Regions from separate parts of the Mus musculus genome. Here all the other regions are linked to region 1. The links are chromatin contacts, called in public Hi-C and HiChIP or PLAC-seq maps. All regions are on one chromosome and are shown on one strand. Each heading gives the region's core, a stretch centred on a gene start, on an enhancer-like site or on the middle of the called end of the contact. The rest is flanking DNA. Distances are from core to core; before and after follow the strand shown. Region 1 holds the start of Cpne8 (copine VIII). Region 2 overlaps Cpne8 (copine VIII). Region 3 has its middle 110 kb from the start of Cpne8.

Region 1 (2,738 bases), core at 79-2,578:
CCTGCATGCTATTGTGCATGTAAATCAATGCATTCAGATACACACACATATGGACCTAGATAAAGTGGAAAATTCGGAGAAGGCCTCTGGGTTGAGCACTAAAGTCCTTACCTTTTATTTCTTCAGGAGGTGCCTGCAAAATAAAATTCTAGTTTGCTTAAAAAAAAAAACCCTCTAGACCTCCTCCACCAAATCAATTTCAGGCATCAATAAGAGAGCTTGAGGGAAAATTCTAGTCATCAGCTGCAGTTTAATTTGTGATAGGGGGAAGAGAAAGAAAAACAGAACTGGTGGATTTAAGGGGTGGTGAAGGGAGGGCGGGGCGACCAGGGAAAGCAAACAAGACCAAAGTGACGCAAACATTTGGGGCAGGGAAGAGCGGCAAGCATCTACACTCTATTTCCCCTGCAACCACACAGATTCTTTAAGGAAGTGGCTCCAAGTGGATTAAAATACCACAAGGGAGACCAGTCACAAGCCCAGGATTCTCCAGGTGAGCCAGGGCTAGAGCCAGCCACGCTCCCTCCTGAGGCTGGGCGCCCTGCTCTCCACCGCCCCCTGGCGGCCATCGCCAGAAGACCCGCAGTGACGCCTCGGGTCAGGTGTGCGCAGGAAAGTGGGGGTTACCCGGCAAGCTGCGGCGGCGCCCCGCGTCTTGCCCACTCCCAGTCGCGCCGCCAGGAATCTATTTGCTAAACTCCCCGGTCACCCGAGCTGCTCATCTGCTTTACGCTGCCCTGCTTTCAGGTCTTGAGGAGCAGGATTGAGGAGGAGCTAGATTATAAGTTATTATTACGACCTCCCGGGCCTCAGGGCAGAAATCCCTGCGGTTTGGCAAGTGCGTTGCAAGGCGCCGATCTTGCCTTAAGGAGACCCTCGCCTAAAAGTTGCAGGGGATGGCAGACGCATTGAAACCTCTCTTATAACGCTGCGATTGTCCCAACAGCGTCCACTCCACCCAAGCTTGCCCCATATATTGGCACGCCCCTCTGCACCAGGAGTCAAAGGCTGGTGGCCATCCCTTGCCCCACCACCACATCAGTCCAGTAGCCCGAAGTGGGGAGCATATCAGCTGGGGCGGGGGGCAATCGCCGGCGCCTGGGGCTCTCCCACTAGACGGCGCGGTGTCTGTCCGGGTCACCTACTGTCTCTGCGCCCTACGCCCAGAGCCCCCGAGCTGCAGACCCAGTCACCGCCCGGGGGCTGCCCCAGGGCGGGAGCAGCCCGGAGCGCCACTTGGGAGACCGAGGCGGCTTTGCCAGGACTGGCTCGGTCGCCGGATTCGCGACGAGGTCCGCCTCCTCCCTCCCCTTCCCGCGCCGCCTCCGCCTCCTTCCTCTGCCTCCACCCTCACCCCTTCCCGTCGGTGCGGAGCTCCGCTCCGAGCAGCGCTCAGCCCGCCGCAGCTTGGATGTGGGCTCGGGACAAGTGCTCCGTTCCTCAGCTCGAGATGGACAGCCGCTACACCAGCGCCACGGGCATCGGGGACTTGAACCAGCTGAGTGCGGCCATCCCCGCCACACGAGTGGAGGTGTCAGTGTCCTGCAGGTGAGGACGCGGCTCTCTTTTCTTCCTTCCATCCGAGCTTGGTGGCACTTGGCTAGCGCTCCAGGTACCACGAGGCTTGGCGCTGGTGAGAAGTTGCATGCTGAGTGGGGACTAGTTGTGGTACTGGCTGACGTTACCTTCCCCTCCTCCCCCCCAGAGGGTCAAATGACACAGAACTGGGGACGAGAGTGGTGGGCTTTGGCTGAGTCTTTTTTTTTTTTTTTTCTGGGAAATGTTGTGAAAGTTGGCAAAGCTGTGACTCAGCTACAGAAACCCTAGCCGCCGCCCACTTCGCAACCTTTTAAAAAATTATTTATTTATTTTAAACAACCGCAATCAGGGCCAGAGGTTCAGTGATGTCGGGAACCGAAGGGTCAGTCCTACCAAGAGCGCGCGTGATGCTGCGCACCTTGGCCAGGGACTCCCTCTGCCAGGCGTCCGGGAAGCCATGCGGTGGGCTCAGCTCCAGTTCCACAGCTTCCTCCTCCCCACTCACTTCCTGGAACCATCCAGCTTCCTTACCCTCCACCCTTCCGGGACGTTTACCCTAGGCCTGTAGCGGTTCCAGGTTCAGTCTTCCAGGCAGAGGCTTACCTAAGAATTGAGAAGTCACGACTTATTTTCTGCCCGCCGGTAGACAAACATCAGAATGCTTTCAGCAACTCTCAAGGACTGCCAGTTTCAGACTCCCTTCCTGATACTCCCTGGGCCAGATCCTCAGTAAGTTAGGTAGAATAGCTGTGCTGCCCCAGTTTTGGGGAATTAGATGGTTGGCTATATTAAGAATACTACATTGCACGTACCCAGGTGCCCACTTCCAGGCTGAATACTTCCTTTCACCGGTCTCGTTGGAAAACTTCACTCCTACCCCTCTACGCCCCCGTGTTTTTAAATGCCCTCACATGTTCTTAGCCTTTCTGTAAGGAAAGATCGTTGTAAAAGACTTTAATAAGCATGAGTGATTTTTGTTGTAAACAAACCCTGAAGTTTAAACGCCGCTAAAACAGGTTCTCAGCTTTCTTAATGCTGTGACAATTTAATGCTGTTTCCCATGTAGTGGTGATCCCCCCATCTTAAAATTATTTTTGTTGCTGCTTTATAGCTGTATTTTTGCTACTGTTACAAATCCTAATGTAAATATCTGTGTTTTCTGATGGTCCTAGGTGAGCCCCGTGAAAGGGTCATGTGAC
Region 2 (2,738 bases), core at 148-2,647, 120 kb after region 1:
TTAGGTGAGCATTTTATCTTACTGCTCACACAGTACTTGAAAGTCAGGTGCCTCCGAGGGCTTTTGCCCAATGGTTGTATCAGGTGCACAGCTGAAAGGAACATCTGTAAGCAGCTGATATCTTCCTTGTGAGCATCCAGCCATCTCGGATGTTTGCTCATCTCTTCATTCTCTCCATCACTTGAAGTATGAAATTATCTCAAATGACTTTAGTATGTTAGAGTCTTATCTCCATGGAAACTTAAGCTATAATTAATTTGGCCATCACCTACTTCCTCATTCAGGAATTCTGTAAACATTTCTCTTTTGACTTCCTTGACCCACTCATTAGTCTGTAGTGTGCCCTTTAATCTCTGAATTTATGTCATTTCTAGAGACTCTTCTGTTGTGGGTGTCAAGCTTTGTTTCACTGTGGTCAGAGAGTATACATGGAATCATTCAGGGGTTTTGGTTTTGCTTTTGTTTTTTTTTTGTACTTACTGAGATTTGTTTAGTGCCTACTGTGTGGTCTGTTTTAAAGAATCTCCTGTGGGCTTCAGAGTAGAATGATACTTGGGTAAAGTATTCATAGATAGCTGTAGTTACATCTGTTGGAGATGTGATGCCATTTAATATGACTAGTTCTCTGTTTATTTATTTTCATCCCAATAATCTGTCTACCGGAGAAAGGGTGGAACTGAAGTCACCTACTGTGGCTGAGTAGTGTCCATCTGTGTCTTCAAGTCTAGAAGTATGCTTTTCATAAAACTGTATGTTCGAGATCTTGGTCTATATCTATTTGGGGTTGTAATATCTTCTTGGTTAATTGTTCTCTTGATTAGAACAGAGTGCCCTTTATCTCTTCTGATTAATTTGATTTAAAGTCTATTTTGTCAGTAAGATGATGGCACCTGCTTGATGCCTGGTCTCATTTCTTAGAATACTTTTCCCCCCATCCTTTCACTTGAAGATGGGTCCTTGAGGGTAAGATGGGTTTCCTGTAGTCAATAAGTAGCTTTCATTTAAACCATTTAATTAACCCATGTCTTTTAATGGGTGAATTGAAGCCACTAATATTTAATGTCATCATGGAAGGATGTGCATTTATTGATGTTATTTTTGTTGCTTGACTTTTGACGTTTGGCTGTTTGTGTTCTTAGTCCTGTTTGGCATTTCACGATTTACATTTTCATTTATTCCATTCTTTCTTGGTCATTTCCTCTCTTGCATTCCATTTTTGGCTTCCAGCAGCCTCAATAGGGCTGGTTTAGTGAACTTGAATTCTTCAGCCTGTTTATAGCATGGAGAAATTTTTATTCCTCCTTCCCTGGCAAGCAGTTATCTGACTGCAGTAGTCTGGGTTGGCACGAACGGTCTTCTACAACTTGTAGTACATTGCCCCAGTTTCTTTGTGCTTTTTTTTTTTTCGGGGGGAGGAGGGGCGAGGAGGTGAGCATACATATTAATGAGACCGGTTCCCTCAGTGAGTGCATCTGTGAGCTGAAGCTGTGTGGACAGTGAGTGCATCTGTGAGCTGAAGTGTGTCAGGACTTCGCTTCCTTCTCCACAGGCTTCAGAGGCCACTGCACGAGCAACTCCCCAGTGCTCTCGAGGCACGTGCTGGACATGGTCTGTTCTGTGGGAAGTCCCTGTGGTACCTTCAGGGGCTGGATGCGTATCAAGTGTTTAACCACTTTCAGCTTTGCATCCATCTGCGGGATATTCTTGTGAGTTTGAGGGCTGTGTGCCTTCTGTAGTCCGAGCATCTTGATCGTATCTTTCTCCCAGTATGGATGTCTCTTTGTTCTTCTTGTTCTCGTGACAATGTGCAGTTTATGAGGGTCCTGGGGGTCCCCATCATACTTTTCATGCTCTTCAGGTCTAGGCTGAAACACGTTATCTGGAATTTTTGACCTGGTAAATTTGTGAGGAATCCATTCTGTACCAATGAGAGATTCTGCACCTTTCCTCACAATCTGTAGTCTGCCTGGAGGCCTCTGAAATCCTGAGTGCAGAACCTGAGCCATAGGCGTGGTAATTCTTCTCAGTAGAAGCCCTGCCAGGAAATCAGGGAAGGGTAACACCAATGGCGATCAAAGTGGACAGCATTCCAGTCAGGGCCACATAGTGAGAACCGGCAATCGCTGTGCCCACTCTGTTCCCGAAGCCGGAAGGAGCAGAATCTTGTGTTTTTAAAGTGTCGATGAAAAAATCAGCTGTGATTCTGCTAGGTTTTTCTTTATATATGGCTTCCCTAATTTTTTTTTCTCTTGTACCTTGCATTATTCTCTCTTTGTTGAGTCTTTTCACTGTAATACACTATTGGGAATTTCTATTCTGGTTTTACTTGGTGTTTAGTGTGGTTTCTTTCTTTCTTTCTTTCTTTCTTTCTTTCTTTCTTTCTTTCTTTCTTTCTTTCTTTTTTTTTATCTATCTGTCTGAGTGTGTTCTCCTTAGGGGAAGTTTTCTTCCTGTTGAGGATCTGGTCTGTGACACTAACCTGGAATTATTCTTTGGCTACAGCTCACTAATTTGTTATTTTAATGATGTTGCAAGTTTCCTGCATATTTGTTTTGTACGTCTTTAATTTTTTTCATAGTCTTTGTTTGAATGGTCCAGTTCCTTTCTTGCTTCAGGCTGGAACTGCTGTGTTATGTAAGTTTGTTTATGTGTTATTCTTGCCACATTTCCCTTGTGTTTTCTTATCAAAATACAAATGGTAAGTTGCGAAGTGATGGACGACTTCATTCTGCATTTAG
Region 3 (2,738 bases), core at 83-2,582, 110 kb before region 1:
TAGAAAAGAGTCAACACATAGAAATATGCTGATTTTGAAACTAATACTGTTATTTTTTATACCATTATTGATTGGTTCCTCTGGACTGTTTTGCTTTGTTAACTCTGTGCATCCGTGTGTGTGTGTGTATGTGTGTGTGTGTGCATGTGTGTATACATATACATGTATATAGATTGTATATAGAAAAATTCAAATTCTCCAATTGACTTTTTCTAGTTGCTCTTCTTGGGACTGGACATCTTAAAGTGCCTCCAGCAATTACTGTTTTTGCTTTTTGGTTTTTTTGTTGTTGGTGGTTGTGGTGCTTTTATTTGTTTGTCTTGTTTTGTTTTGTTTTGTTCAATATCTTTAGCCCCTAAAAATATCCTACCCCAGGTGCCTGAGATCTGAAAGCAGAAGAACATAAGAAATTTTAAAACCAATTGATTTCTTTAAAAAAGAAGATTTATTTATTTATTATTTGTAAGTACACTGTAGCTGTCTTCAGACACTCCAGAAAAGGGTGTCAGATCTCACTACAGATGGTTGTGAGATACCATGTGGTTGCTGGGATTTGAACTCAGGACCTTCGAAAGAGCAGTCAATGCTCTTAACTGCTGAGCCATCTCTCCAGCCCCCAGTTAATTTCTATATGAGAAATCAGCATGATTAATCTTAAAGTTCATATAGGCAGAAAAGTAGAGGCTCGCAGGCAACTATTGTACTGAGCACAGAGACGCTAATGGAGGAGTTAGGGGAAGGACTGAAGGAGCTGAAGGGGTTTGCAACCCCATAGGAAGAACAACAATATCAACCAACCAGATCCCCAGAGCTCCCAGGGACTAAACCACCAACCAAAAAGTACACGTGGAGGGACCCATGGCTCCAGCAACATATGTAGCCTAGGATAGCAGTATCTGGCATCAGTGGGAGGGGGGGTCCTTGGCCCCAGTGTAGGGGGATGATAGAGCTGAAGTGAGTAGGTTGGTGGGGGAGCACCCTCATAGAAGCAGAGGGAAGGGGGTGGGAAAAGAAGGAAGCATATGAGCTTTAAAATTGTGTTAAGAAGATAGAACATGTGGTTGGTGCTTAATTAATGATTATATAAAAGATATGGAATATTACATACTTCAGAGAATTGAATCATTTGGACATCTAGAAACACACACACACACACACACACACACACACACACACACACACAAATAAACAAGCTGCTGCTTTTTTTTTTTTTTAATCATAACCCACTGCTTTTCGATGAAGTCTTCTTGGAAATCTTGCTTACCCTCTTTTGATGGCCAGGGACTGGGTGGTGCATGCATGGAAGGCTGGGATCACACTGGAAAGCCACAGTACACAATGGAAACCCAGGCTGGCTCCAGAATCCAAGCCTTGCCTACTTTCAGCCAACTTGAGAGGTTTGATATAAAATGCAAAGAGAAGAGCCAAAATAGAATTGATTTGGGTTGTTTGGATAAAATCTGTGGTTTCCTTGGAGATATGCATTTTGGGTTATTATATTAGAGAAGAATTCTGAGCTTAGCAAACAATGGTATTTTAACACAATGAGTACTTTCTTTGTATTCTCTGTTTTTCATATTGTTATACAACACATATATCACAACCACTACTACCACCACCACCAATAACAACAACAACAACAACAACAACAAAACGTAGCATGTTATGTTCTAAATTAACAACCAAAACAAAAAGGTCTCCGTCATACCCACCTCTAGTCTTGTCTTGTCAGGGAAATCACTTTCAAGCATTTTTGGCTATTTTCTTATATTGATTCTTTTCCTAACACTAAGTGGTGTACTGGTAAAGTGTTGCATCTGAACTTGACCCTGTTTCAGTGGTAAAATGTGTATAAATAGCAAACAGATAAAATCCAGTTTCTTGTGCAAGTGCCTTTCTGATGAGAGACACACCACTCTGGGTAACTGGAGAGAGGGGCAGGTGTTAAGAAGAGAGTGGGCCCCAGTTAAGTGAGGAGTGGTAGGGGAGGTCAGAGGTCAAAGGTGCTGAGAGGAAATCATGCTGATTGGTTTGTTCCTCTTGAAGTATCAGATCTCTTTCCTGCTGGGTTGTCTCAAATGTCTTAAGGCTTTTGAGTGGCAAATTGTGTTCATAAACGAGGGTGTGGGTGGACTGTGGTATCCCCTCATTTCCTTTCCTCCAAGAAAGGAGGAGATCTGGACTTGGAAAGTGTAGGCAGGGTTAGCCTGACATCAGGCAGGTATCTTTTCCCAGGGCTGACAGATTAAAGCAGACTGAGTCAGCTGTACCCTCCCATCCACGGGAAGGGTAAGGAGGGATTTAGTCCCAGGTGCATGCTCAGTAAAAGCAGCATAATAGACGGTCTGGAATGTGCAGGTTTCAAAGATAAGTGTAACTTCCCAGGGAGAAAATTTGCCTCAATGGATGGGTTCCAGAAAGAAAATGGAGGGGAGTGTGCACAGATAACATTTTTGTGAATGACAGGATTATATGCAATTTCGTGATAACCAAATGCTAAGCTCATTTGTCTTAAACACTCTTAAGCTGAAGGGAGCAGATGCCAACGCTTGGGTGTGGGACTTCTGCCTAGCACAGTGTTCCCGGTCTTCCTTCCTTCCTTCTAGCACACAGCAAACAATTGAGGCCATATTGCAGCAAAGGATTGAGCTTTCTAATTGATTGTTTCAGGACCTGCCCAGCTTCACTGGAGCTGAGATCGCCGGTGTCTGAGGGTCACAATGTTGGGTTTACCCTAT

The links. Hi-C and Micro-C count contacts between places; a contact is called where the count stands out from the background. HiChIP or PLAC-seq counts read pairs in DNA pulled down with a chosen protein or histone mark.
Region 2: an H3K27ac HiChIP or PLAC-seq map of neural progenitor cells shows a contact between it and region 1, with 4 times the contacts expected there. The contact joins the enhancer-like site here to the promoter of Cpne8 in region 1. A contact is called at or near these places in 1 of 39 promoter capture datasets (liver), 3 of 484 Hi-C or Micro-C datasets (adipose-derived mesenchymal stem cells, cerebral cortex and nephron progenitors), 2 of 115 datasets of contacts at active chromatin or transcription factors (fibro-adipogenic progenitors and neural progenitor cells) and 2 of 9 other capture datasets (adipose tissue and liver).
Region 3: a contact with region 1 is called in a Hi-C map of cortical neurons, with 1.8 times the contacts expected there. The contact joins the enhancer-like site here to the promoter of Cpne8 in region 1. A contact is called at or near these places in 2 of 484 Hi-C or Micro-C datasets (cortical neurons and nephron progenitors).

Annotation. Positions count from the first base shown.
Region 1 is chr15:90,677,978-90,680,715 of GRCm38.p6, reverse strand. It overlaps Cpne8 (copine VIII), which reads left to right and starts at 1,328. Exons shown (of 20, transcript NM_025815.2): 1 at 1,328-1,548. The coding sequence starts at 1,412.
Region 2 is chr15:90,560,615-90,563,352 of GRCm38.p6, reverse strand. The region is part of intron 10 of Cpne8 (copine VIII); the gene reads left to right. It also overlaps the pseudogene Gm6746. Among named protein-coding and RNA genes, the nearest start is that of Cpne8, 120 kb to the left of the region's middle. Within about 2 kb of position 1,397, at least 8 of the 459 cell types and tissues checked have an H3K27ac peak or open chromatin away from gene starts, as enhancers often do. A contact at or near this core is called in neural progenitor cells, where this site is marked.
Region 3 is chr15:90,789,950-90,792,687 of GRCm38.p6, reverse strand. No RefSeq gene overlaps it. Among named protein-coding and RNA genes, the nearest start is that of Cpne8, 110 kb to the right of the region's middle. Within about 2 kb of position 1,332, at least 8 of the 459 cell types and tissues checked have an H3K27ac peak or open chromatin away from gene starts, as enhancers often do. A contact at or near this core is called in cortical neurons, where this site is marked.